Linked DNA regions of Sus scrofa: regions 1 and 3 are each linked to region 2. Evidence: chromatin contacts called from public HiChIP or PLAC-seq data. All regions are on one chromosome and are shown on one strand. The core of a region is the stretch at or near the end of the contact, and the rest is flanking DNA. Distances in the headings are between cores, read along the strand shown.

Region 1 (4,080 bases), core at 1,031-3,530, 170 kb after region 2:
AGAATCGGGACCAGGCTTACGGCACCTCCGCAGTTGAGAGGGGAAGAGGTGGATGTATTTGGTTGGCCACAGCTCAGGGTGTGATCACGCTGCTAAACAAAACCCATGGCAAGACTCGGCACTGATGAAATAGACTGTTCCAGCCAAGGCAGGAGAACGCCCCTGGTCCCTGTGCAGGTCAAGCACCATCTCCACACACAGGCATTTATATCCACCCTTTAAAAGAGCGCACAGGACAGGGAGCAGAGCCGTGCCGGAGGGGTGGGGTGATGCTCCTGAAATACCAGCAGGGATTAGATGTACCCGATGCTGCTCCAGAGGACAGAGCTAAGACCTGCAAGGCCAAGGCTCATTCCCAAACTGACGGGGCCCAACACTGGTGGGGCGAGCCATCACCCCGGCTACTCCTGACTTGGGGGGGCAGCAAACTCAACACCTTCAAGATCTAGGAGCCGGGGTGGTGGGGCGGTCGATGCCAGAGGAGGTGTCCTAGAGAAAGTGTCAAGAAAAAGCCGGGGGGAAACTCCAGCTGGGTTGTCAATGGCAAAGCTTCGGTGAAAAGTGAAAATAGGACGAGGGGTCAAAATGAGGCAGGTCAGGGGAGGGGACGGCCATGGTCAAGGAGCAGGGCAGGGAAAGACCCAAGTCTGCTTGAAGGTCACGGAGCAACACGGACCCAGGAAGGGCAGTAGGATAAGGCAGAGTTGGCTTGATCAGAGGGGAAACTTTCTAACAACCCGAGCTGTCCAAAAATAAAACGCAGTCCCTATCAAGAAAGAGATGCAGTCAGTCAGGCAACATGAGGGGGCATGGCTGCCAGCGACAACTGTTGCAGACACATGGCCATCACCGGGGGTTAACAGATGCTGGGAAGAGAGGCCCGGGTTCCATCGCACTGGGAGGCCGCCTGGACCAGAGTGAGCTTGCAGGGTCCCCGAGGGGTTAAGCAACACAAGTCAGAGGCCCCAGGAGCCTGGGATGAAAGGCACGTTTGGGGCTCAGGGCACGGGAAACATGTGTGATTGATGTGGCCTTGGGTGTGGTTTTACTCTTTTTTTAACATACCTATCTTTGATTTAAAAAAGTAGAATTCATACTAAGTGGAGTAAGTCAGAAAGAGAAAGACAAATACCCATATGATATCACTTCTATGTGGAATCTAATATATGGCACAGATGAACCTTTCCACAGAACAGAAACAGACTCGCAGACATGGAGAGCAGACTTGTAGTTGCCAAGGCAGGAGCGGAGTGGAATGGACTGGGAATATGGGGCGAGTGGACGCAAGCAATTACATTTAGGATGGATAAGTAGTGTTCTCAACGTGGCTCAGTGGAAATGAACCCAACCAGTATCCATGAGGATGCAGGTTCAATTCCTGGCCTTGCTCAGTGGGTTAGGGATCTGGCATTGCCATGAGCTGTGGTGTACGTTGCGATGTGGCTTGGATCTGGCATTGCTGTGGCTGAGGCATCGTCTGGCAGCTGTGGCTCTGATTTGACCTCTAGCCTGGGAACTCTGGGAAATTTGCAAACTTCCATATGCCTTGGGTGCAGCCCTTAAAAAAAAAAAAAAAAAAAGCAATGAGGTCCTACTGTACAGCACAGGGAACTCCAGCCAATCCCTGTAATAGAACCCGATGAGGATAATGTGAGAAAAATTGTGTATATGTATGTATGACTGGGTCACTTTGCTGTATAGCAGAAATTGACAGAACACTGTACATCAACTATACTTTAATTAAAAAATAAAAGTAAAAATATTTTTTTTTAAAAAAGGTAGACTTGAAAGGGGACCCACAGACCAAACTGAGGCGGGAGGCCCCGAATCTAATCCTGATTCAGCACACCCTCCCCGCAGAAGCTCAGGTTTGGGGGAGCGATTCCTCAGTTCTCATCCAGCTCTAAATTTTTAAAAAAAAGAGACGCGGTTGCTTAAAACGAGACTGTCTAAATTGTTACTTTCCTAGAATGTAATTGAGCCTCTCTTCCAAGCCTGGATATAGTTTCTTTCACATCTTTGTGAGCAGAAGGAAACCGGATTGAAAAACAAGCGTCTGACTTCCCACCAGGGACGCAATTCAGATGGTGGTGAGGAGAAAACATGTGAATGGATTCAAAGCTCGCAAATACAGAAGCCGCAGAAGATCGCCTTAGATCTATCCCAGCCCTCACGACGTGGGTCAGACAGGGACCGAAATGTTTGAGAGGTGAGGCTGGGCGGCGTGTCAGGACGAGATTAGAAAGGAATAGGCCGCACAAAGGCCAGTGCTATTTTGGTTTGCACCCGGAAAGGCATCCTGTCATGGGATATTATGCGCTGTGTGGGCACCTCGGAGCGCAGTCACACCGAGGACGCCGAAGCAATGAAAAGGAAGACGGAGAGCAGCAATCAGCACAGGCGCTCAGAGGGCGGCGGGTGGAGCCCCCAGCCCCGCACCTCGGAGGAGCTCAGCGCCTGTGAGCGGAGCGGACAACTCAGAACTAAGGGAATGAAGGGCCGGGCCCAGGAGGAGACGCTTAGCTTGTAAAACGGGAATAAATAAATACGCGTCCAGGGTGAGCGAACCCGATCTGATACTGACATTGACCGACGTATGTGTTTGCAAGGCATTTGTGCAAAGGCCTAAGGTCGGCATCTGAACCAAGATGCTGAGCCAAAAAAATGTGGATAAAAGTAAATGTCGGCAGAGGCACAAACAGAAAGCAGACGCGGGTTACCAGGGAAGGGGGGCATTTCCCCCACGGGAGAGGGGCAGCCCGGAGCGGGACGGAAAACCCTGCAGGGGGACCCACAGGTCTACATGGCGGGCCTTGGGCCTCGCAGAAGGGTGCCCCGCGTTGGGCAGGGTTACTTCATGGGTCATCTCCGCATCTCATCGTCAACATTTTTTCCAGCATCCATCAGCCCTGCGGCCCACCCGGACCGCAGAGGACTCCCTGACCCTGCAGTTCTGGGGTTTGAGAAGGAAAGCCTGGGTGTGGGACGTTTTGATCATTCTGTTAGTCGGTCAGCAAACTTCTTGACCTTCTAAAACACAGAGCAGATAAGAGCGTTAAAAGAGAGAGAGAGACATCCTTTCAAATCACAATGTCAAGGAAGGTAAACAATACAAACAGAAAATTGATTATAAAAATTGGCAGCTTTAATAAAAGCTAAAAGTAACAAGACAAAACAATAAAATGTTAAAACTGTAAAACAATCCAGGGATACACAAAATGGTTTGTGAATAAGATAAATGGTCATCGGCATTTGGGGATGACCAAGGCGGGTTCAACACGCCTGGAAAGAAGTTTGGAAGCCTGAGGCGGGGGGGGGGGGGGGGGTTGAACAGCTTCCAGAACCCGAGGATGCCCCGTGGGTGCTCCCCTTGAGCCCTGATCACCCTGGAAGATCACCGCCAGTTTGCAGGTGAGGGGACCAAGCCTCACAGAAGGGCGGTCGCTTGTCGGCCTCCCTGAGAGTCGGTCTCCTGGTGGCTTCACGGTGCCTCCCACGCCTCTCCACAGCCACGTGATTGGCAAGACGATGGCGTAGAACAGAAACCAGGTTTGAAATGTGTTGGCTTTTGGGAGTTCCCATTGTGGCGCAGCGGAAACAAGTCTGACTAGTATCCGTGGGGATGTGGCTTCGATCAGTGGGTTGGGGATCAGGCGTTGCTATGAGCTGTGGTGTAGGTCACAGATGCAGCATGGATCCCACGTTGCCGTGGCTGTGGTGTAGGTTGGCAGCTGTAGCTCCGATTCGACCCCTAGCTTGGGAGCTTCCATATACTGCCAGCGCAGCCCTAAAAAAGGGGTGACAACAACCAAGAGTGTGAGAGAGCCAGCCTCCAGCCTTGGAGGGCTTTCCGGAGGAGACGGCAAAGGCGACACTCCAGGAGCCCTGCGATGGGGCCTGGCCCCCTGTCACTACAGGGCTGATTTTAAGAGTTTGCCCTTAAACCCCATTGGGCTGTGACCAGTCCCTGGAGGAGCCCAGGCCTGACACCTGGATTCCACCTGCTCCCCTTCTCAAAGACGTGGCCTGTGAATCAGAGACAGGAGCCCAGGAGCAAAAATGCAAGAAAGGGCTGTTTTT
Region 2 (4,583 bases), core at 209-2,708:
TAAAATACTCACAAACTCAACATAATCATTTTTAAATCCAGGAATTAAACCTAAAGAAATAATTAAAGGTAGAGATAGACTGAAATCATTAGATATTTTAAATTTGTTTTTAGTAACAATGACGAAACAGAAATAAGTAAAATGCCCACCAATATGGAAATGGTGAAGTAAATTATATTTTATTCCCTTGATGGAATATTACATTGCTATTTAAAGTGAAACATTTTAAGGATATGATAAAAGCAAGATAAAAAGTTTAAAATTAAGGTATGAAAATGAATATAATATAACTTTTTTTTTTTTTTTTTTTTTTTTTTTTTTGCTTTTTAGGGCCACACCCGCAGCATATGGAGATTCCCAGACTAGGAGTCTAATCTGAGCCACAGCTGCAGGCCTACACCAGAGCCACGGCCACACCAGATCCGAGCCACATCTGCGACCTACACCACAGCTCATGGCAACACCAGATCCTGCTGCTGAGTGAGGCCAGCGATTGAACCTGCAACCACACGGTTCCTAGTTGGATTCATTTCTGGTGTGCCACGACGGGAACTCCGTATATAATATAATCCAAATTGTGTGTTACTATGTGTGTGTTAAATACACATATATGCGCACACACGCATACATCAGAAGGAAATGCATTTAAATGCAATAATAATGGCTATTTCTTGGAAGGGAGGGTATAAAGGATTGCCTTTGGTTCTTTTGCTTACCATCTCTTCCATAACGAACTGTAAAATGAGAGAAGAAAAGTTGTTTTAAAAATTAAATTTTGAGATTCGTCTAGATTATGTCAAAATTTCTCTATAATTCTAAACATCTATTGCATTTATGAGCCAATTAAAAATTCAAAAATAACGAATAGGTTTTAGAATTTCCAAAAGTAGTCTGTCCGTAGAATAGAGACACTTTGTGCCATGATCTTTTCTCCTCCGGGGCTAGACTGTAGCAGACCTTGCGCCTGGGTTATAAAGATACCATACCCCCTTTTAGAAGCCAAAGCATGGCCATTCTCCACGGTTTAGGCGGGTCTGCTTCAGGCTTTGAATCCTGCAATAAGGTAGAGCCTCCTGGCTTAGGTCCTTGCTCTCCATCTCCTCACGTATTTCAAAAGATTTTGCCTCAAGGCCTCCAGGTCGTGGGATAAGAATTCAAGTCACTGCTTCCCTTTTTGTAGGAAGTACTTTCGAGGACCCTCCCTCTACACCTCCAAGCAGGAGAGTACTTAGTGGGTGTCTGGAAGCTCCCAAACCAGCAACTTCCACCCACACGTGTCCAGCAATTCGTGAGTCCCTGGGTTAAAATTTGCATCTAGGGTGGCGGTGTCTCATTCTTCCCATTTCTTCGAGCAGCGCCCTGGGCTCCCAGAGCGAAGATAATTCAGTGCATAGAGGGTGGCACACACTCCCTGGGGCAGCTGCTAGCAGAACGTTTATGACAAGGCAAAGCTCCCAGAGCCATCCGCTGTCATTTCACGACCCTGTGCAAGACGAGGCCAGGCTCAGGAAGCGTCGGCCAGCCACAGAGCGCCGCGCCAGGAATTCCGGGTCCCTGGAAAGGGTTTCTTCTGTATGATGTCCTTTCCCACTTACTTGGAAACACGTGTCACCACCCAGTCTGAGAACAGAACAGCACATGGAGAATCTGACTTTTCAAAACTTCAGTTCCCAACGCCTGGTCACAGACTCATAGACACTTCCTCCTCCCACAGACCCATCAGTCACTTCCCTGCTCTGGCCAAACCATGCCAGGGGCATGGCTGACTCAGAGAAAGGGGCATCTGGTCTAGAGGCCCTTGCAGAAGAAGCCCAGACTCCTCCGCTTCAAGCCACGTTGTCCCCGTGAGGAAATTACTTCGGGTACCCAACTTAAACTGCTCCTAAGCGTTTGTGGGTTTCTTTTTATTCAATTCTCATTCGAAGTAGAAAATAGCTGGGCACTATCTCTGACCCTCACTCCTGTCACTGTCACTGATGCTGCCTCTGCCGTTACCTCAATTACCTCATTTAATCTCACAGCAATCATAAGAAGGAGGCCTTGGCTTTACCTTATTATACATCAGAAAACTTAAGCTCCAAGAGATGAAAGCATTTGTCCAACGTAGAGCTGGGTAAGAGCAGAGCTGAACTGCCAGTTTTTTCCATGATGCCATGTTGCCAAATCGTATATCTTATATACCTGAAAGCTGCTCAACTTCCTGAGTCTTCATGAGGTGAAATTATCCTTGTCTCTCATCCTTCTCCTAACCTGGATTTCTGCGTCTCTTAAATCCCTGCCGATATCTGCGTGTTGAGAGGAAGGCTACCACTGTTAGTATTTTCCCCCGAGACCTGCCCTTGCAGATAACTGGGTTTGGCCTTGGCGGGGGTGGAGGAAGGAGAGTTAATTTTAAAACCTGGGGAGCAGTGTCAGCTCTGAAATCTCCTTAGGGAGGTGAGCCGGTCGGAAGGGAGCTTGGGAGACTCCCCTGGAAGCTGTGTTTGCAGAGAAGCACAGTCTTTGCTTTGCTTATGTGTGTATTTGAGTCGGCTTCCGGGGGTGACCCAGGAAGGCTGGAGATGGTGGTGAGTGAATCCCCGACCCGGGTCGCCCTGGATGCTGCCACTCCTGAGGAATTTTTGGAGACAGTTATTTTTGGTGGAAGGCGTCGTGGGATTTCTCTGGTAGCCCAAGGGGTGCATAAAAGTAGCTGTTGAGATCCAGGCAGACAGTAAGCTGCCGTGAGAAAACCAAGCGTCCCGTAAGCTGCAAAGCAGCCAGGCCTTTGAGCCCTGGTCCACGACACTGTGAAACGTAAGGAAGGGTTAGGCCAGATGGGCTCTGAGCGACACTGGACGGAAGAGCAGGCACAGCGCTGCTTCCTCAGGCAGCCTCCCCGTGGACGAGCCTGGCGTTTTCGCTTATTAGCCCACATTTTGCTTCTGCGACATAGTGAGTCAGAAGATAAATAGGCCGTTTTGATTTTGGATTTCTTATCTCGGATGCTAAAATCATTTAATGTTTCCATTCTCCTGTGCAGAGCCCAGGTAAAAAGATTTTTCTGTTTATTTCCAAGCACGTACCTAATTTAGAGGTTTTGACTTCCACGTCAAAATAACCCTACTGAGAGAAATAACAGAATACAAGTAGAAGAGTTAGGATTAGTCAATGTTAGTTTCTGTGTCTTGCTTTCCCTTACCTGTGGGGCGTCTTTGCACACAAACATTCACTTCTTTATTCTAATAGCTCTTTTATTTCTTCAGGTGCCCATGACCATGGGCGGGACAAATATACAAACATGTCTCTGATTCTCTTGCCATAACATTTGCTTCAAGAGAAAATTGTGCCATCTCGGGCTAAGTCACAAGAGCAAAACTTCCCCTTTCTTTGGTCAGTGACACTCTGCCCAATAGTGGAGGACAAAGGAAAATTCCCAGACAGCACACCAGCCTGGTCATGTGCTGGGCTTGTCTTCTTTTGATTAGCATTTGTTTATTTGTGTAGTAAATATTTTTTGAACACCCACCAGCTAAGAGTCACTATGTTCAGTCCTGGAAGTAGAAAGAAGGAGGGAGGGAACCAGGGAGAGAAGTAGGAAGGGAGGGAGGAGGGAAGGAGAAAAAAACCTGGACAAAATTCCTGTCCTTGCAGAAACAGTAGCCAAGCTCAGGAGGTAACTTCCCCAGGTTGCAAGTAAAGACGTGCCTGGCTTTAGAGATGAGAGGAGATTTCTTTTTTCTTTTTTTTTTTTTAATTACTCAGATGAACTTATCACATCTGTGGTTGTATAAGGATCATAACAATCTGATTTCACAGGATTTCCATCCACAGCCCAAGCACATCCCCCCACCCCCCAAACTGTCTCCTCCGGAGACCATAAGTTTTTCAATGTCTGTGAGTCAGCATCTGTTCTACAAAGAAGTTTAGTCTGTCCTTTTTTCAGATTCCACAGGTCAGTGAAAGCATTTGATGTTGGTGTCTCATTGTATGGCTGACTTCACTTAGCATGATAATTTCTAGGTCCATCCATGTTGCAAAAAATGCCAGTATTTTGTTCCTTTTAATGGCTGAGTAATATTCCATTGTGTATATGTACCACCTCTTCTTGATCCACTCTTCTGTTGATGGCATTTAGGTTGTTTCCACGTCTTGGCTATTGCAAATAGTGCTGCAATGAACACTGGAGTACATGTGTCTCTGCGAGTCGTGGTTTTCTCTGGATAGATGCCCAGGAGTGGGATTGCTGGATCAAATGGTAGTTCTATGTTTAGTTTTCTGAGGAATCTCCATATTGCTTTCCATAGTGGTTGCACCAATTTACAATCCCACCAACAGTGTACTAGGGTTCCTTTTTCGCCACACCCTCTCCAGCACTTATTGTTTGTAGACTTTTGGATGATGGCCATTCTGGCTGGTGTAAGGTGGTACCTCAGAGTGGTTTTGATTTGCATCTCTCTAATGATGACTGATGTTGAACATCTTTTCATGTGTTTCTCAGCCATCTGTATGTTTTCTCTGGAGAACTGTTTGTTTAGATCTTCGGCCCTTTTTTTGATGGGGTTGTTTGTTTTTTTGGTATGGAGCTGCAGAAGGTATTTATA
Region 3 (4,244 bases), core at 860-3,359, 200 kb after region 2:
CACGCTCCCACCCCAGGGCCCTGATCCAAGCTGAGCCCACTAGAGGCTTCTCCTGGGACTTTACAACGGGCGTCAGTCTTGGGGTGAGGAGGTGGGCGATTCTATTTTTTTTTTTTTTTTTTGTCTTGCAGCAAAATCGAGAGATGTAGGGCATCGCTGTTGCTGGGGATCGTGTGTCCGGCCACGTGGAGGAAGTTGGCCTGAGAAAAGCCAAACCATATTCGGTGCGAAGAGAAAAGAGAAAGTCTTGTTCGCCTTCAAACTTCTGGATCCAGTGGTTTTAGAGGCTCTGCTGCTTCTTTTCCATGGTTGCTTGAGACTTGTCAATAAACACTTTTCTTTTTTTTTTTTCGTTTAAACTATTTCCAGTTGAGTTTATGCTCCTTAAAGAGCCAAACTAATGTGTCTGCCTGCAGCATATTACACTGCAATATCACGTCTACTGCCATGAGTTTGTTATAACCCTCCCATGTAAGAAGGAATAAGACTCAGTCATGTTAGATAAATTATCCCAAATCTCACATTGTGTCATTGGTATAATTATGTCACGCTCCAGGACATGCTATTAGGACCCTGATTTCTTTTTATTTCTATGACAAGCCCTTGAAAGGGTAGACCTGGACAAGCATTGTTAGTCCTAATTTTATTTTATTTTTATTATTTTATTTTGTCAGGGTTTTTTTTTTTTTTTTTTTTTTTTTGTCTCTTTAGGGCCACACCCACAGCATGTGGAAGTTCCCAGGCTAGGGGTTGAATCGGAGCTGGAGCTGCAACTGCCGGCCTACACCACAGCCAAAGCAATGTGGGATCCAAGCCACATCTGTGACCTACACCACAGCTCATGCACAGCAATGCCAGATCCTTAACCCAATGAGCGAGGCCAGGGATCAAACCAGCAATCCTCATGGATACCAGTCAAGCTCTTAACCCACTGAGCCACAACAGGAACTCCATTAAGCCTAATTGTAGATGAGAAAACTGAGATTCAGAGACAGTGGGTAACTTCCTTCCTATCAAACAGTCAGCCAGTGCTGGGACCGGCCTTGGACCCATGACTTCCCACATAACATCCAGTGCTCCCTGCAACCACACCTCATTGTATAGCCGCGAGCACATGCTCTCTCGCACGCACGCACGCACGCACACGCGTGCACACAAACATGCACACATATGCACTCGCACGCACACACATACGCGTGCACACGCACACGCACACACACTCATAGACATGCATGAGCACCAAGGTCAACGTCAGTCAAAATGACTGTTCTTAGGAATATCTTTAAGTGTTTTAAGTTACTGCTGCCCATAATTATTTATTTTCTGCCAAAACACTGGTTTAGGAACCACCTAACTCTTCTGCAGATCTAACTGTGATAAAATATTTCCCATTATCTTGAGACTTAATAACACATAAATAGCTTGTACTTTGTCTCTCTTGGTTTTGATACCTAATGAAATGTGAAAAAGCAAGATGACACATAAAAGAAAAGCAAAAGATAACTAATTCAGAGATTAACTTTGGAAAAGCTCCAAAATTAGATCGTGTAATTAGTTCACACTTTAGAAGCCTTTGGTGGAATTAGATTTATGCAAACAAATTCCATTCACATAGTTTAGGAAGACTGAATGATTTTGTAGGTGAATTATGCTTAAAGTGAAGGATTACGTAAGTCTTATTCCCAACTTTTCTCTCTGTAAGAACTAGTTGCTTTTTGCTTGTTTGTTTGCTTGTTTGCTTTTTTCTTTCTACGCCCAAACCTGTGGCATATGGGAGTTCCCAGGCTAAGGGTCAAGTCAAAGCTGCAGCCGCCAGCCTACACTACAGCCACAGCAATACAGGATCCAAGCTTCGCAGCCTGTGGCAACGCCCAATCCTTAACTTACTGAGCTAAACGGCAGCAACTCTTAAAAAAAAAAAAAAAAAAAAAAAAATAGACCTAAACATTCCTTGAAGGCAAGAGGCCAAGGTTGGTAGGTTCCAAACTTGATCTGCTCTGGTTTTCACATCTCTTATGCAACACTGTACAGAGGTTAAAGGAGTAAATGGCTAGACAGTGCCCCTGGGTTTTTTTTAATTGTATTTTTTGTTGTTGCAGGAAATCCATCATACCAAAAGTCACTGATGGGATTGCAGTCATTACAGTGCTCAAGGAAGGAAATACTGAAGCTCAGGGCTCTGTCAGCCACTGGGAAAGACAAACTCTGCAGGGCTTTCCCACTTGAAGCGTTTATTACTCAGTATTAGCTGCGTTTAACCATATGCTTAAATACCAACTACAGTACTTAAGACATAACTTAAGACATTTCTCAGTGGACATTCTTCCCTATATTATGAAAATCAGATCTAAGATTCACCTCAGTAGATAACAATGAACCAATATAAACAAACCATCCAGTCGAGTTCAGTCAACTCATGAGATGTTAAAAAGAACAACAAAAAATTTTTTTTTACCAAATGGACTGGTTGTTTGTCTATATGGACAAAACGAAATGATTATTTCATTGTGCAAATATTTCTTGGACAGTTTCCCCCCTGTTTACGAACCAGCTATTTTCAGACTAGTCAGTACGTGTATACGCTGTCAGAGACTAGAGGAAGACAGGTCAGGGAAGTTTTGAATGTGGCATTTAGCCAAAAAGTTTTAAATTCGGTTTGGATTTGGGCTCAGCTGTGAAACACGTGCCTGGGTGTAGGGAATAAGAGTTTCAGTCTGGAAAAATATCGGGATGTGTAACAGCTGCCACTCCCAGCGCTTCCATGAAAACAGCCTGGGCTGGTCTGCCAGTTCCCATCGTGTTTGAGAACCGTGTGTAAACATTCCAAAACAGGCAGTGTTTTTAAACCTTGTAATGAGTTGGGTGCAGTTTTCAAGGATCAAATATTTGAGAAACAAAAATCATACCATGAGATTAAAAAAAAAAACCCTTGTGAAAAATGAGATGGAATGCAAAACTGTCGTTTTTGATATTTCAGCTCTGAGTTAAGACTTCATAGAGATATTTTCATTTACTCCTTGCTGGCTTAATACAAATTCAGATCAGTTCTGGTTTGAGAAAAGATGATGTCCGGCGTTACTTTTCTATTTGCATGAAACTCCATGGCAATGAAGTTGAACTAGAGAAAAACAGAGGTGGGGTGAAAGAGGAGATCTCCAAACTTTTGAGAGTGAAAATGCTGAGATGTCTATATTTTCTGTGTATTTAGTTGCATTTTTAAAAAAGCAAATGGATGTTATAAACTGTCATATATATTTATATATAGGAGTTAATTAAAATTTTCAAATTTTGTGTGCATTTCCCCAGACAATGACCGTTTCTCTGACATTTTGCATGGTTTGCTCTGATGTCAGGAGAGGCACTATCTCAAGAGTATTTGCACGCACCTTTTTCATCCGTCTTTGGATCTGAACATTTCTGTGATCCTGGGGTAGCTCCCATGAAGTTCCAGGAAGGGATCCTCGATCAGTCGAAAACAAAGGAGCTCCCTGACTATGGACAAACAATTTTTCTTAACAGATTTTATGGCTGATTTCTTATTACATAATGAACTTTATCATAGAAAATATAGCTTGGCAAAAATAATGAAGAATAACAAAATTAAAATTCTTTCTTCTGTATCTGCCACATTGGAAATAATTTTGCTATATCTTTAACTATTTATACAACATAAATTCCCAAAAGTGAAATTATAGCTTAAAGGCACATATAATTCTAAATCTCTTGATTACCTATAATCAAATGGACTTGCAGAAATTCATAAATTTTTAGGATTATTATTAGTGCTCATGAACATGTCTGTTTCCTCACTGTTTTTTTCTTTTTTTTTGCTTTTTAGGGACGCACTCACAGCCAATGGAGATTCCCAAGCTAGGGGTTGAATTGGAGTTGTAGCTGCTGGCCTACACCACAGCCGCAGCAATGCAGGAGACTTAACCCACTGAGCAAGGCCAGGAATTGAACTTGCATCCTCATGGATACCAGTCAGATTCATTTCCGCTGAGCCACAACAGGAACTCCCATACACGCTATTTAAAGACTGTAACTAATAAAAACATTAAGAAGTAAAGAAAACTTGTGAATAGTGTTAGTCAAAGGAAATCTTTCTTGGAGACCCACCCCTTACTGCGAGCAAAACCTGGCCTTCTAGGGTGATGACATAAATGGCAGCGCTCGTGTTTCCTGTCTTGTGTCCAGTCTCAGCCTAGACCAGGTGATGAGTGTGGGCTGGCTCAACAGGAGGC

The links. HiChIP or PLAC-seq counts read pairs in DNA pulled down with a chosen protein or histone mark.
Region 1: an H3K27ac HiChIP or PLAC-seq map of skeletal muscle shows a contact between it and region 2. The contact joins two enhancer-like sites. A contact is called at or near these places in 1 of 47 Hi-C or Micro-C datasets (skeletal muscle) and 2 of 2 datasets of contacts at active chromatin or transcription factors (alveolar macrophages and skeletal muscle).
Region 3: a contact with region 2 is called in an H3K27ac HiChIP or PLAC-seq map of skeletal muscle. The contact joins two enhancer-like sites. A contact is called at or near these places in 2 of 47 Hi-C or Micro-C datasets (embryonic fibroblasts and liver) and 2 of 2 datasets of contacts at active chromatin or transcription factors (alveolar macrophages and skeletal muscle).

What each region holds. Positions count from the first base shown.
Region 1 is chr1:4,924,306-4,928,385 of Sscrofa11.1, reverse strand. No RefSeq gene overlaps it. Among named protein-coding and RNA genes, the nearest start is that of QKI, 43 kb to the right of the region's middle. Within about 2 kb of position 2,280, at least 7 of the 83 cell types and tissues checked have an H3K27ac peak or open chromatin away from gene starts, as enhancers often do. A contact at or near this core is called in skeletal muscle, where this site is marked.
Region 2 is chr1:5,097,261-5,101,843 of Sscrofa11.1, reverse strand. The region is part of intron 4 of PACRG (parkin coregulated gene protein); the gene reads left to right. Among named protein-coding and RNA genes, the nearest start is that of QKI, 220 kb to the right of the region's middle. Within about 2 kb of position 1,458, at least 8 of the 83 cell types and tissues checked have an H3K27ac peak or open chromatin away from gene starts, as enhancers often do. A contact at or near this core is called in skeletal muscle, where this site is marked.
Region 3 is chr1:4,900,841-4,905,084 of Sscrofa11.1, reverse strand. No RefSeq gene overlaps it. Among named protein-coding and RNA genes, the nearest start is that of QKI, 20 kb to the right of the region's middle. Within about 2 kb of position 2,109, at least 11 of the 83 cell types and tissues checked have an H3K27ac peak or open chromatin away from gene starts, as enhancers often do. A contact at or near this core is called in skeletal muscle, where this site is marked.